Regions from separate parts of the Mus musculus genome. Here region 1 is linked to region 2. Evidence: chromatin contacts called from public Micro-C data. All regions are on one chromosome and are shown on one strand. The core of a region is the stretch at or near the end of the contact, and the rest is flanking DNA. Distances in the headings are between cores, read along the strand shown. Region 1 holds the start of Homer1 (homer scaffolding protein 1). Region 2 holds the start of Ssbp2 (single-stranded DNA binding protein 2).

Region 1 (5,458 bases), core at 368-2,867, 1.8 Mb before region 2:
GGTCACCACCACCGTTCAACTCCACACAAGCATAAGCAGATTTAAAGCTGTGATAAGCACAAAATCCTTACCCCATTTTGCCCAATGAAAACTTGCTCTGAAGTTTCTGCTCTTATGCTACAGAAATAACTTCCAAGGAATTTTCTCCGTCTGTTATTTTGCAGTTGCTTTTCCACCCCCGAGATCTTTTCCGGAGGCAACTCAACAAGGCAGACAATTCAGTTAGTTCTTGTCGGTAAAATGATTTCACTCGCGCTGACACCAAAATGTTCAAACATTTGGAATTTGAAAAGGTTGCGCGGAGAATATAGCACTTAACTATTCCACAAAATTAAGCGTACGTGTAGAAAAAACGCAAAAGCCAGCTTCAGCAAGTCTGATAAAAAATGAGTTCGCTGGTCATTTCGCTCACGTCTTCCACGACACTCAGGCAGCCAGGTTACTCGGCCTTTTTGGGCTAAGGCGGTGGGTTCAAATTTCACCACACCAGGTCCCTGGGGGTGGAGCGTGCAACCCAACGCGACGTGCACTTGAATAAAAATCCTACAGGCAGCAATGCTACTGCCTCCCTTACGTTTAAAAAAAAAAATTATATAGAAGAAATCTCGAAGTGCAAACCCCAGCCGCTCCCGATGTGCACGGCACACCACATTGGAATCTGTCCTTTGAATGTTCGTCCTCCTAAGACTCGGAGCAGAGAGGAGGTGGAGAGCAGGCAGAGAAGGCTGGGAAGGATCGATTCGTTTTCCCGAGGAGCAGCAGCGGAGCCATTTCCAGGCTGGCAGCTAGCTGGGGGCGCAGCCGCCGGGGAGCAGCGCAGGGGCCCGAGCCCACCTCCTTTGGCTTCCCGGCCCCCGCCGAGCACAATGGAGCCCCGCTCGCGGCCGCCCCCTCTTCCCGCCTCTCCTCGCAGCACCCGCGGCCTCGGGCTCCCGACGGCGGAGAATGAATGAATCAGAGAACCCAACCCCGCGCGGTCCCCTGCACCCAGCCCCCAAGCTCCCGGCGGCCGCGCGCTGAGGCGAGAGGCTGGCGGCTCGTCCGAGGCACGGCAGCCGCGGCTCGTGCCCCCACCCCGGCTCGTCTCTCCCGCTCCGCGCCGCCTCACATTCCCGGGGCTGCCGCTGCCTCCTTACACTCCCCTCAGCGGCTGACTCCGTCGGCCCGGGCGGCCTGGCGCCCGTCGCTGCCTCTGACTCCACGGAGCGGGCTCCGAACCGAGCGCAGCCGAGGGCGCCGCTTCCCGGTCCGCGCCGCCGGCGTGAGACGAGCACGGCAGCGGAGCAGGAGAGGGGGCGGGGCGGGGCGGGGCGGGGCGGAGAGCGCGGCCCTCCCGGCTCGAGGGGCGGAGCGCTGCCGCCGCCGCAGGCCGGCGGAGGAGGTGGGGCGCGGCGGAGGCGGGGCCCGGGCTCGGACCGGGGCGCTGAGGAACAACACCGGAGGGGATGAGCTGGCCGGTCCGTCGGTCCGTCCCTTTTTCCTTCCCCTCCCCTAGCGGCCGGCGGCGGACGGGCAGTGCGCTCGGCTCCTGCGCTGGCTCTGGGCCGCCACGGCCTCGTCCGCTCCGCACGCCGGGTGCTCGCGCTGTGTCTCCATCCTCCCCGCAGAAGGACCTTTAAATAGCAACGTCAGCGCGCTCCTCTCCGCACATACGTCACCCTCCGCTCACGTCAGCTTGTGCGGGGGATGATGTCACGCGGCCGGAAGTACTGCTAAATTAGGGAAAGAGCTGGGGGAGGCGGGCTGAGCGAGCTGCTCCGGGCCCACCTGCTCCCGGTTCTCTCGCTTCTCCTTAAAGGCCAAGGCGCCGGAGACAGTCTGAGGAGAGCTCGGAGAAGGAAGCGGCGGGAGGAGGTTTCCTTGGCACAAATGTGCCATATGCGAATGAATCACTCATAGCAACAGTGCCGAAGTGTCGCCGGTAAAGTCCTGTCTCCCTCTCCCACTGGGTTTGCAGCAGCATCCCCGGGCTGTTCACATCCCAACCTGCAGGGAATCGTGGGAGGGAGAGTGATCACTGCTGGTAGACTCGGGGAAAACCACCGTTAATTTTAGGAATCCTAAATACCATTCTGAACATAGTCAACTTTTAAGCTTTCTCCCCTCCTAAAGGCGTGCGTTTTAACTTAAAAAAAAAAAAAAAAAAAAAAAAAAAGAGTAGAGTTAGGAGCAAACCTCTTGTTACAAAGGATAGTAATTAAAGCAGAATGAGATTTCCAAATGTTCTAAATGTTGCAGTTCGCTGCATAGCCATGGTTCTGCAAGGCATAATGAGTCAAATTCATTAAAGTAAACTTAGTTCCCTCAGATAATTACCCTTCTACAGCATCGCAAGTGCCAACGAATCACCTTAGGTCTGACTTACCAAGGATATGAATTACAGTCTGGAAACAAAGTCCTACTTTATTAACACAAACATACGTTTGGGTTCCTGATTATTTTGAATCTTGTAAGCACAATAGCTCTCGAGTATATTTTCATTTTTTTTAATGTGGCAAGGATGACTAGCCGTCTATAAATTTATAGCTGCATATGTGAAATTGTGTTTTTAAAGTCATGAAGTTTTAAAATGGCCCTGTGTTGTTAAGGGCCTTTTATTGGTTAGACTCACAGAATGAGTTTTGCTTTTATTCCATTTAACTTGACAATTGTGGTTCAGAAATAGAAGTGCTGCACCCTGCTAAAGGCCATTAGTACTTCAGTTACTCCAAAGAGTCAGTGACCACATTTTACAAACTAAACTCATTTGACATGAAACATGAAACTCACTTCATTCAAAACCTGAAGTGACCCGAGAAATCCAGGACATGATATTATTACAAAATCATTAAATTGTCCTTAGAAGAATAGTACATCAATGCCAATGCAGTTCAAAAGAAAGTCAGCTAAAATTCTATAGATCATGCCAGGAGTGGTGGGTTTTGTTTTGCCTTGTTTGATTAAGATCTTGAACACCTGGGCTCTCTTCCCTAATCCCTCCTAAGCAATGCAGTTACAAGAATGTCCCTTGCTTGCCTGCTATATGTGGTTTTTAATACATGTTTTTAATGTTAACACATGATTTTTTTAATTAAGGAACAACAATTTTGCTTTTTTTTTCCATTGACATTTTCTTGCTTGAGTTTGGCAAAGTGTTAGGGCTAATTTATAACTAATCAGACTGCCTGATCATTTACCTGAACATTATAAAGTTATGATCTTGCTTTAAATTTGAAATATTAAAAAGACTGAGAGGAGTTTTTTTTTTCCTTTTTTTTCCCACATGTGTGTATGCATGTGTGTGTGCATGTGCTGGAACATGTGTACACGATAGAATGGAAATCAGGTTTAACGTGAGGAGTCTTCCTTGATTGCTGTCCACCTTATTGATGGATGGAGGGAGGGTCTCTCTCTCTCTCTCTCTCTCAACCAAACTCATCTTATCAGGAGGGCTAATCCAACTGACCAGCTTACTCTGGGCATCCAGTCTCTGGCTTCCTAGTACAGGAGATAGAGGTGGATGGCCACCCCACTCAGGGCTCACATCCAGTCTCTGCCTTCCCAGTGCAGGAGCTACAGGTGGACAGCCAACCCCACTCAGGGCTTATGTGGATGGTAGGGATCTAAACTCTGGTCTTCACACCTGAGTGGTAACTCAGGGTCTGGTTTTGTTTTAGTGTTGTAATGGAAGATTAATGAAAAGCAAATATCTGCTTTCCAAATCGGCTAATATACCATTGTACTGATAGAACTGATACTAAGTTATATTTCAGACAAATTTTTACTTAAATATAAAATACAAAAACAATGACACTGTTATTTTTCAAATAATGTCATCTTATGATCCTTGCAAAGTACAAATGCAATGTGTTATTACTCTCTAAAATGAAAAAAAGAAAAACTTTAAAAAACTACTCACCTACCCTTATTCTCTATTTCTGGGTCTTTCTTACTGTGTTAACTAACACTTATGTGACCATTTTCAAACACATTCAAGCCTATGATTGTAGCCTCCTCCCATTTGTGTTCTTTATCAAACTGATTTTTACCCACCTGCCAAGACAGTCTGTGAGCTGCTTCGGTGCCTTTAGAGTTTCTTTAAAGTCCTTTGCTCGGTTTCTGTTTGTCACAGGGTGTGGTGTCTTCTCAGCTGCCTCTTGCCAGCTGAAAGAGCAACTTTTTGTACATACATCTGACTGTTCACTGTGATGTAATTACTCAAAGCCTAAGTGGTCATTTCAGCATCTTATTCTAGCAACAATTGGCCAAGTTTTATTCTTTCCCCATTTGTGTGGGATTCACATATCAGGAAGTAGCTGTGTTGCCAAAGGTTTAAGTAAAACCTAGAAACATAATATGAGAGATGTCCTAGGGAAAATAAATGCCCTTCCTATTACCCTACTTTGAAACATTTCTAGTACACTTCCGACAGGAGTCGGAGAACCATTATATGGCTTTTTATCCATCAATAGATATCTTTTCTGCTAAAATGAGCTGTCATACCATAAATTCCAACTCTAATTTCCTTCTGTTGTTTTAAAGTACTGAACTTCCTAGAAAGGAGTGGATTTCTCTCACCGGAAGAGGAAGAAAGAACTTCAGCAGCATTTCAGTTTTTAACAGTTCCTCTTTTCCAGTATGCTCTCAAATTTATGGGGCGGTTTATGAATACCCTCTGATTTTAGAATCTGTGGGCGAAGACATCTGTTTCAGTTTTGGGTTTATTTCCATGCCCTTAGCAGGAGATGGTAGTCTCCAATGGATGTTCATAGATGTGTCATGAAATGGGTCTTTTTCAATGAAAAGTCATTCATGAGCTAGAAAAAAAATGCAGAAAAGAGAGTTAAAGCCAGGTTTTATTTTTAATTGACTTACATTAGATAATGCCACTGTCACTTCAAATAAAGTCATAAGCAGAAATACTGGATAGATAGCTCCCCTGCAATAGAAATCCCACAAGCTTATGACAAAAAAAAATGTATAAGAAACTAAATAACCAGCGAAGACTAAAAGTAATAAGAAAAGAATGAAACCGTAGAAAACAATTTCTAGTGGGTGCTAAAAATCTCATTGCACATGCTCTAAGGTTTAGCACACACAGGCCATCATTTACTTGAGTTGGCTTGGATAAAGGCATCTTTCATTATTATTACAGTCTTCATCTCAGCAGAAATGAGGTGGCAGAAAAGTCTTTTCAAATGAATTTCAATTAAAAAGGAAAAACACAATCTCAAGAGTGGGAATGTAGGTGTTTGGCTTCTCAAGTCTAAGTCTTCCAGACAGATTTCCTCATCTGAGAACATCCATACATGATACTTTTTTTCCTCTTAAACAGAATCGTTTGTGAGTTGTAGAGGAAGAGATATTGAAGAGTTATCCACAGGAAAACGGCTATAGAACATGAGAAATGACGTCATGGCACTCTCCTGCTTTGGTTTTTATTGTAATCTCATTGCTGATATTCCAAGTATTGTTAGAA
Region 2 (5,744 bases), core at 2,660-5,159:
TTATACTTAATTTGAAATTGTCAGTGATCAAACAAAATGGAAAGTCTCAAGAGACAAGGATTCTTCTTTATTTTAGGATTCTAACTTCCATCTCTAAATATTTTCTCTGCCTTCTTCCACACCACATACATACTTGCAACCTGCCAACATGGAAAGTTATAAGCCCAAGGATGCAGCTTGGTCAAGATTACACAGCTGACAAAATCCTGATGCTGTTATATCTGATTATGTAATACTGTTTCCTAAATCGGTGACACTCTATCCTAGATAGAGAAGGTAACCTGGTCATTGAAACTGTATCTTTCAGTTTCAATGACAAGTGCAAAAGCTGGAGAAACCTTGGTTGAAAGCACAGCTCTCCTACTTTCTAGCATCTTATCCCTGGGTAGTTACTTAATCAGACAGGGAATCTGTCTTGTTACATAAAGGGAGAAGGAAAAAAGCCACCTATCAGAATTATTGGGAGAACAAGAAGAAATATGAATAAAGAGAAAATAAACATGATGAACCTCTCCACACAGAGTTGGCATACACTGTGGCAAACACAACAGTTCTTCTCTGGATTCCTGTTCAGGATTTTTTTTTTTTTTTAAATAAAACCATGCTAAAGAATATAGAACTCAACCTTGAATGTCCTTACAATGAGAACTTTTCACACTGCAAAGATTCCTTTGAGTCTGGCATATCCATCACCAAGAAACTGCAACTTCCAGTATTAGAAGACAGGGTTCTTAATGTAAAAGAAACAAAAACAAAAAAACAAAAACAAAAAACCACCTTAAGAGAGAAATAAAAAGTATTGTTCCCTACTCAAAAGAAACACTGATTATCGTGGTCAGTGCTATAAGGGAAGTACTAAAGCCAGTGGCAATAATCTATCAGGATCAGAATTAAAATTTCTATGCGAACAGCCCACCTTCCTCCAGGGTTGTTCAATCACTCTCCCTAATTAAACCTTTTGCAAACCTCTGAGTAGGCTTAACCTGTTTATTTTGTAAAACAACAAAACACACAATTAACCTGACCCTAGCCAATTTTTATGTTCAGAATTACAAAACAAAATTTTATAAATTATACAAGCCATGGATTAATTTCAAATACTTTATATAGTAACTTCTTATTGCAAGACAAAGCAAAGACTTAAATTCAGGTAAGTGACTGCCAGCTTTCCCTTTGTGAAGCTGTGTGAGAAAACACACTCTTGATTATAAAGCTAGTATGTTCACTCCGTCTTTGCCATTACTCACAACTCATTCTGCAAAACTGTTTTATAAAGATATACTCATACTTATTACTAAAATATAAACTAATTGTGACTTTTAAGACTGGAACGGTCTTAAGTTGCTTACTAGAGAATTATTTATCTTGGCTAACTCTTCAAATCTGCTTCCTTCAAAATTAAAAACAAAAATCCGTCCCCATACGTTTAATGGCAACTTTAAGTTTCCCATCTTCTGCAATCAATATACTGATATCAGTAAACAGAAACAACAGTGATCACATCAACTCTCCCATGACATTGATTCTATAAAAATAGGGTGTTCTTCAATGTTTGTCTTAGATCTGCTAGAAATTAACGCAGAAACAATAAACTCAGACAGCCACTGTCAACTCAAGTGGCTTCTTCACCTGTCTAGTCCACAAGGCAAAACGAGTTAAGAACTCGACTGCCAATTGTAGTAAATGGAAGAAAGATATTTAAATCAAACAGCACCATCTAGCCGAGCCCTCGTCGCTTTGCTCCTAAGAATGATGTTCCTTGGTGTTCAGTTTGGCAGATGAGAGTAAAGTGGCAATTACTTGTTTTTGTGACAGAATCAGAATTAGAGCTGGAAAGGACCAAAACATACCAAATCTAACTCCCTTGTCGTCTCTGCACTGAAAATCAATTTTATTTTTGTTTTTTTAAAGTCATGAGACCAAGGAATCGACTAGGCTGAATATCAGCTATTCATGGGAGTCCAGCTAAAACCCAAATTAATACCAAATTCAGTCAACCCCCAACAAGATTCTGTTTTCAATGAATCACATACAATTCCTTTCACTCCTCAAACTGTGAAATTCGGGTATTTTATAAACATTAAAGCATCCTCCTCCAGATGTTTTTATCAGATATATTACAGCCAAATGATTAATAAGCACACAGTAATATTTTAGAACTCCAAGTCCAGTAACTACAGTTTCTTAACCAGGCAATAAACACTGTATGTTTTTTATATTCCTTGTCACAGCAAGATCTTTAAAATACCAGGGGTGAAGGAATCAAAAACATCTCTCCATTAATGTTGTTGTTGTTGTTGTTGTTGTTGTGTTTTGTTTTCCTACATCAGGGCCTGCCACCTCTAAACCCTATGGGAATTGTGTGTGTATTGCTGCCAACACAAAGATTAGAACATGTTCCCCTCCCTGGGGCACAACAAACTTTCAAGGGTATGACTAACTGCCTAAGCAAGGGGGGTAAACTCCGTAGCCTACACATTTGGATTTTTTTATTTACCAAGCTGTTTTTGTATGCAAGAGACCCAGAGTACCTCTGAGAAGGACTTGCTCTCCCCCAGCCTGAGTCCCCTCAGCAAGACAGTATGTTCAATGACAAGGATAAGCTTGACGCCCCCCCCCCGCCCCCAGCAGACCCAGTACAGGGAATCAGTCTGAACATCTGCACATAGGAAAAAGGGGGGGGGGGAGGGTTCTTCCTCGGTGTCAGAGTCACTATTCGCTCTCATTTTAGTAACAACCAAATCGCCGTTACAAGTACACAAGAATAGCAGCCAACTAGCCTGCTCCGCAGCGTGCCGCGACCGTGGCACCTCGGCTCCCCAACGTCCTCCGGGTTCCCACCGAAGTTACCACCTGTATCCCCCACGACCCAGCGGAGCGGCTTGTGCCCAGCATCTCTGCCGCAGCCCCCACGCCGACCCGCGTCGGGTCCACACCGCGGGCAGCCCTCCTCGCGGCGCCGCCACGGCCCACGGGACCTGCCCTCCGCGCCCGCGGCCACCAACCCCCGGGGACACCGCAAGTCTCAAAAAGTTCTGGGGCCGCCGCCGAGCCGGTGTGCGGCGGGAGGCAGGAGCGCCAAGCTCTCGCGACCGACCCCGCGCGGGCCAGCACACACTCTCCCTCCGGGAACTCGGCGCTCCCACTCCCAAACTTCCCCCGCCGCCCCGGACCCGCCCGCCAGCCAGCTCGGCCTGCGCCGGGAGAACCCGCGGACCCGCGTCTCTGCGCCCGCCCGCCCGCCCGGCCCACGCCCGCACTTGCCCTCCGCGCCCCGCGGGGCCCCGCTTCCGCCCGCCCGGCCCGCCGTCCTCTCCCCTCTCCACGCTCGCGGGCCCCCGCCGCGGCCCCGCCGGACCCCGGCCGCCCCGCAGCCCGCGCCCCCCAGGCCCGCCGCGCGCCGCGGCCCGGCCGTCCTGGACCACAGCTCCAAAGTTACTTTGCGAGGAGGTGAAGCCGCGGGTGGTTCCCCTCAACCACCCAAACAAGTTTCCATCCCCGCCGCCGCCGTCCCCCCGCCACGCGCGTCCCTCCCGCCGCCCGCTGCCCGCGGCCACCCACCCGGGGGGCTCCCCCGTGGAGGCAGGCGGCCGCTCCCCGGAGCCGCGCGCCCCCGCCCCGCGCCTCCCCCTGCAGCCCACCCCCGGCTCCCCCGCGGCGGGGCGGCCGTGTGGCTGCGGTTCCCGGAGAGTGCGAGTGCGTGCGCGAGTGTGCGCGCGTGCGAAGGCGGAGGTGGCTGCGGCGCGGAGACACTCACTTCTCCCGGGCCTGGCTGTCGGACGGGACGGCGCTGCTGTTACTCTTGCCTTTGCCGTACATGCTTGTGCCGAGAGCAGCTCCCACTGTCACGCACCTGTCAACCCATCACAGCCTCCCCGGGAACAGCCCCGTCCCCATGGCGACCCACGCAGCCACCCCCACCATTGGCCGCCCCACGCCAGAGCTCCGCCCTCCTCGCCCTGGCAACGCGCGAGACTGACAGGCCTCCCCTCCCTCCGGCCTGCCGGAGCGCGCGGCGGCGGCTCGGCCTAAGCGGCAGTCTCCTCCCTCCCTCCCTCCCTCTCCCGCTCCCTCCCTCCCTCCCTCCTTCCCTCTCCGCCGCGCTCCCCCTCCCGCTCTCCTTCCCCCCTCCCCCTCCGAACCCGGGCGCTAGGGGGGAATTAGAAACTGCTCTAGAAGGATTTTAAACAACTGGCTGTTCCCTCCGCCGCCGCCCCGCCCCCCGCGCCGCCCGCGCCCGGCTCCTCACTGGAGAGAAGGCGCGGGGAGGAGGGGAAAGTGCGGCCTGGAGTGCCTGGCAGCGACTGCGGAACGGGAGTCGCGGCGGCCCCAGACTTCGGGGCGCCCGGCGAGTCCACAGGCGGACCCGCGGACCCGGCGCCGGGGTCCCGCCAACCTCCTCTCCCGCTCCTCTCCGGCCAGGCACCCCGGGTCCGTACCCGCGGTTGATCTCATCCCTCCTGTCTGGGGTGTCGCCCCAATCCCGTTCCCGGAGGGCCAGCAGGCCGGGGACGCCCGCTCTGAACCCTCGACCTTCTGGCTCAAGGACTGAGCGAACCTCTGTCTCTCCCTGGGAGGCACCGTGCCTCCCATTGGGGCGCCCGCTGAGGTGCTGTCGCCGGCTCTGAAGTCAAGCCCTGAATCCCAAAGGACCACCCTCCCTGGCGTCTGCCTCCTGTCTAAGAGGGGACTACACCCCCTCCCCTTCCCAAAGAGGTCAAGAGACCGACTCGTGGGACCGCAGTGGCCCAAGGCCTGGGTCCCTACCTCCCCAGTACTCTGCACAGACCTGCAGCAGACCAGGGGCCCAGGCATTCTCTACTCGGCCTGCTTTTATAGTTTGGATGGGCAATGTCATTTCAATTTGACCCTTGGACTGGAAAGATTCAGAGAAGGCCCTGAAAGACATCCCTGTATTTGCCCAGCAGAATAGGCCGCAGAGCCCAAGATGTGCAAAGCTGTGCCCAAGCTGAAAACTCCCGGAGAATATTTTTGGATCCAAGTCCCTAATCTCATTTCAGTGAATGCGCAAAAGTTTCTCAAGACACACGCAACCTGGTTTCTGATAGACTCCATCCTTTATTTTGTTAAAGATCCTTGGCTGTAAAATCAGACAGAGTAGAAATCCGGTTGAGAGAAGAGATGAGCTTCAAATGGGAGGTGACAGGGGAAGAGAGGTGCCATTGGGGTAGGACATGGAGACCTCAGAAAAGCATGAATAGAGGAGTAACGGTTATGCTAAGGAAAGGAAATAACATTCAAATGAGGAAGCATACCTTTCTATTGCACACAGCTTTAAGCATTTAGCAGTAGGATCATAAAAATGCATATGGAGATGCAGAGATAGATGGAAAGGAAAGAAATGGAGTTTGTGGGTTCTGATAGCAAGTGACAGAAATAAAACAGCAGAAGGTTAAAGAAGGGCAGTGAGTGAGACAGAGGGAGAGAATCAAAACGGGCTGGCAACTGAGCATCAATCAAAGACTGGGGGAAATAAAGAGGACGGACTTCCACTGTTTTTGAGGGAAATGAAGGTGGAAAGTAAACTATAAAAAGAGGGAAAAAGAATAGAAGAAACAGTCCAATGGAGGAGGCATGAGCATGACAAAAATAATGGAGGGCAGGCATGGCTTTTAAAAATATACATTTCTATAGAATAGACAATAATTACGCCAGTAAAAGAAGTGAGTATAAAGAAAGTATACAAGGTGACATTGGCTTAACTAGATTAATTCCAAAGAGAA

What was found. Hi-C and Micro-C count contacts between places; a contact is called where the count stands out from the background.
Region 1: a Micro-C map of embryonic stem cells shows a contact between it and region 2, with 19 times the contacts expected there. The contact joins the promoter of Homer1 here to the promoter of Ssbp2 in region 2. A contact is called at or near these places in 1 of 484 Hi-C or Micro-C datasets (embryonic stem cells) and 1 of 9 other capture datasets (liver).

What each region holds. Positions count from the first base shown.
Region 1 is chr13:93,299,916-93,305,373 of GRCm38.p6, reverse strand. Homer1 (homer scaffolding protein 1) reads right to left here and starts at 1,617. Exons shown (of 10, transcript NM_147176.4): 1 at 72-1,617. The coding sequence starts at 76.
Region 2 is chr13:91,459,262-91,465,005 of GRCm38.p6, reverse strand. It overlaps Ssbp2 (single-stranded DNA binding protein 2), which reads right to left and starts at 3,909. Exons shown (of 17, transcript NM_024272.4): 1 at 3,758-3,909. The coding sequence starts at 3,819.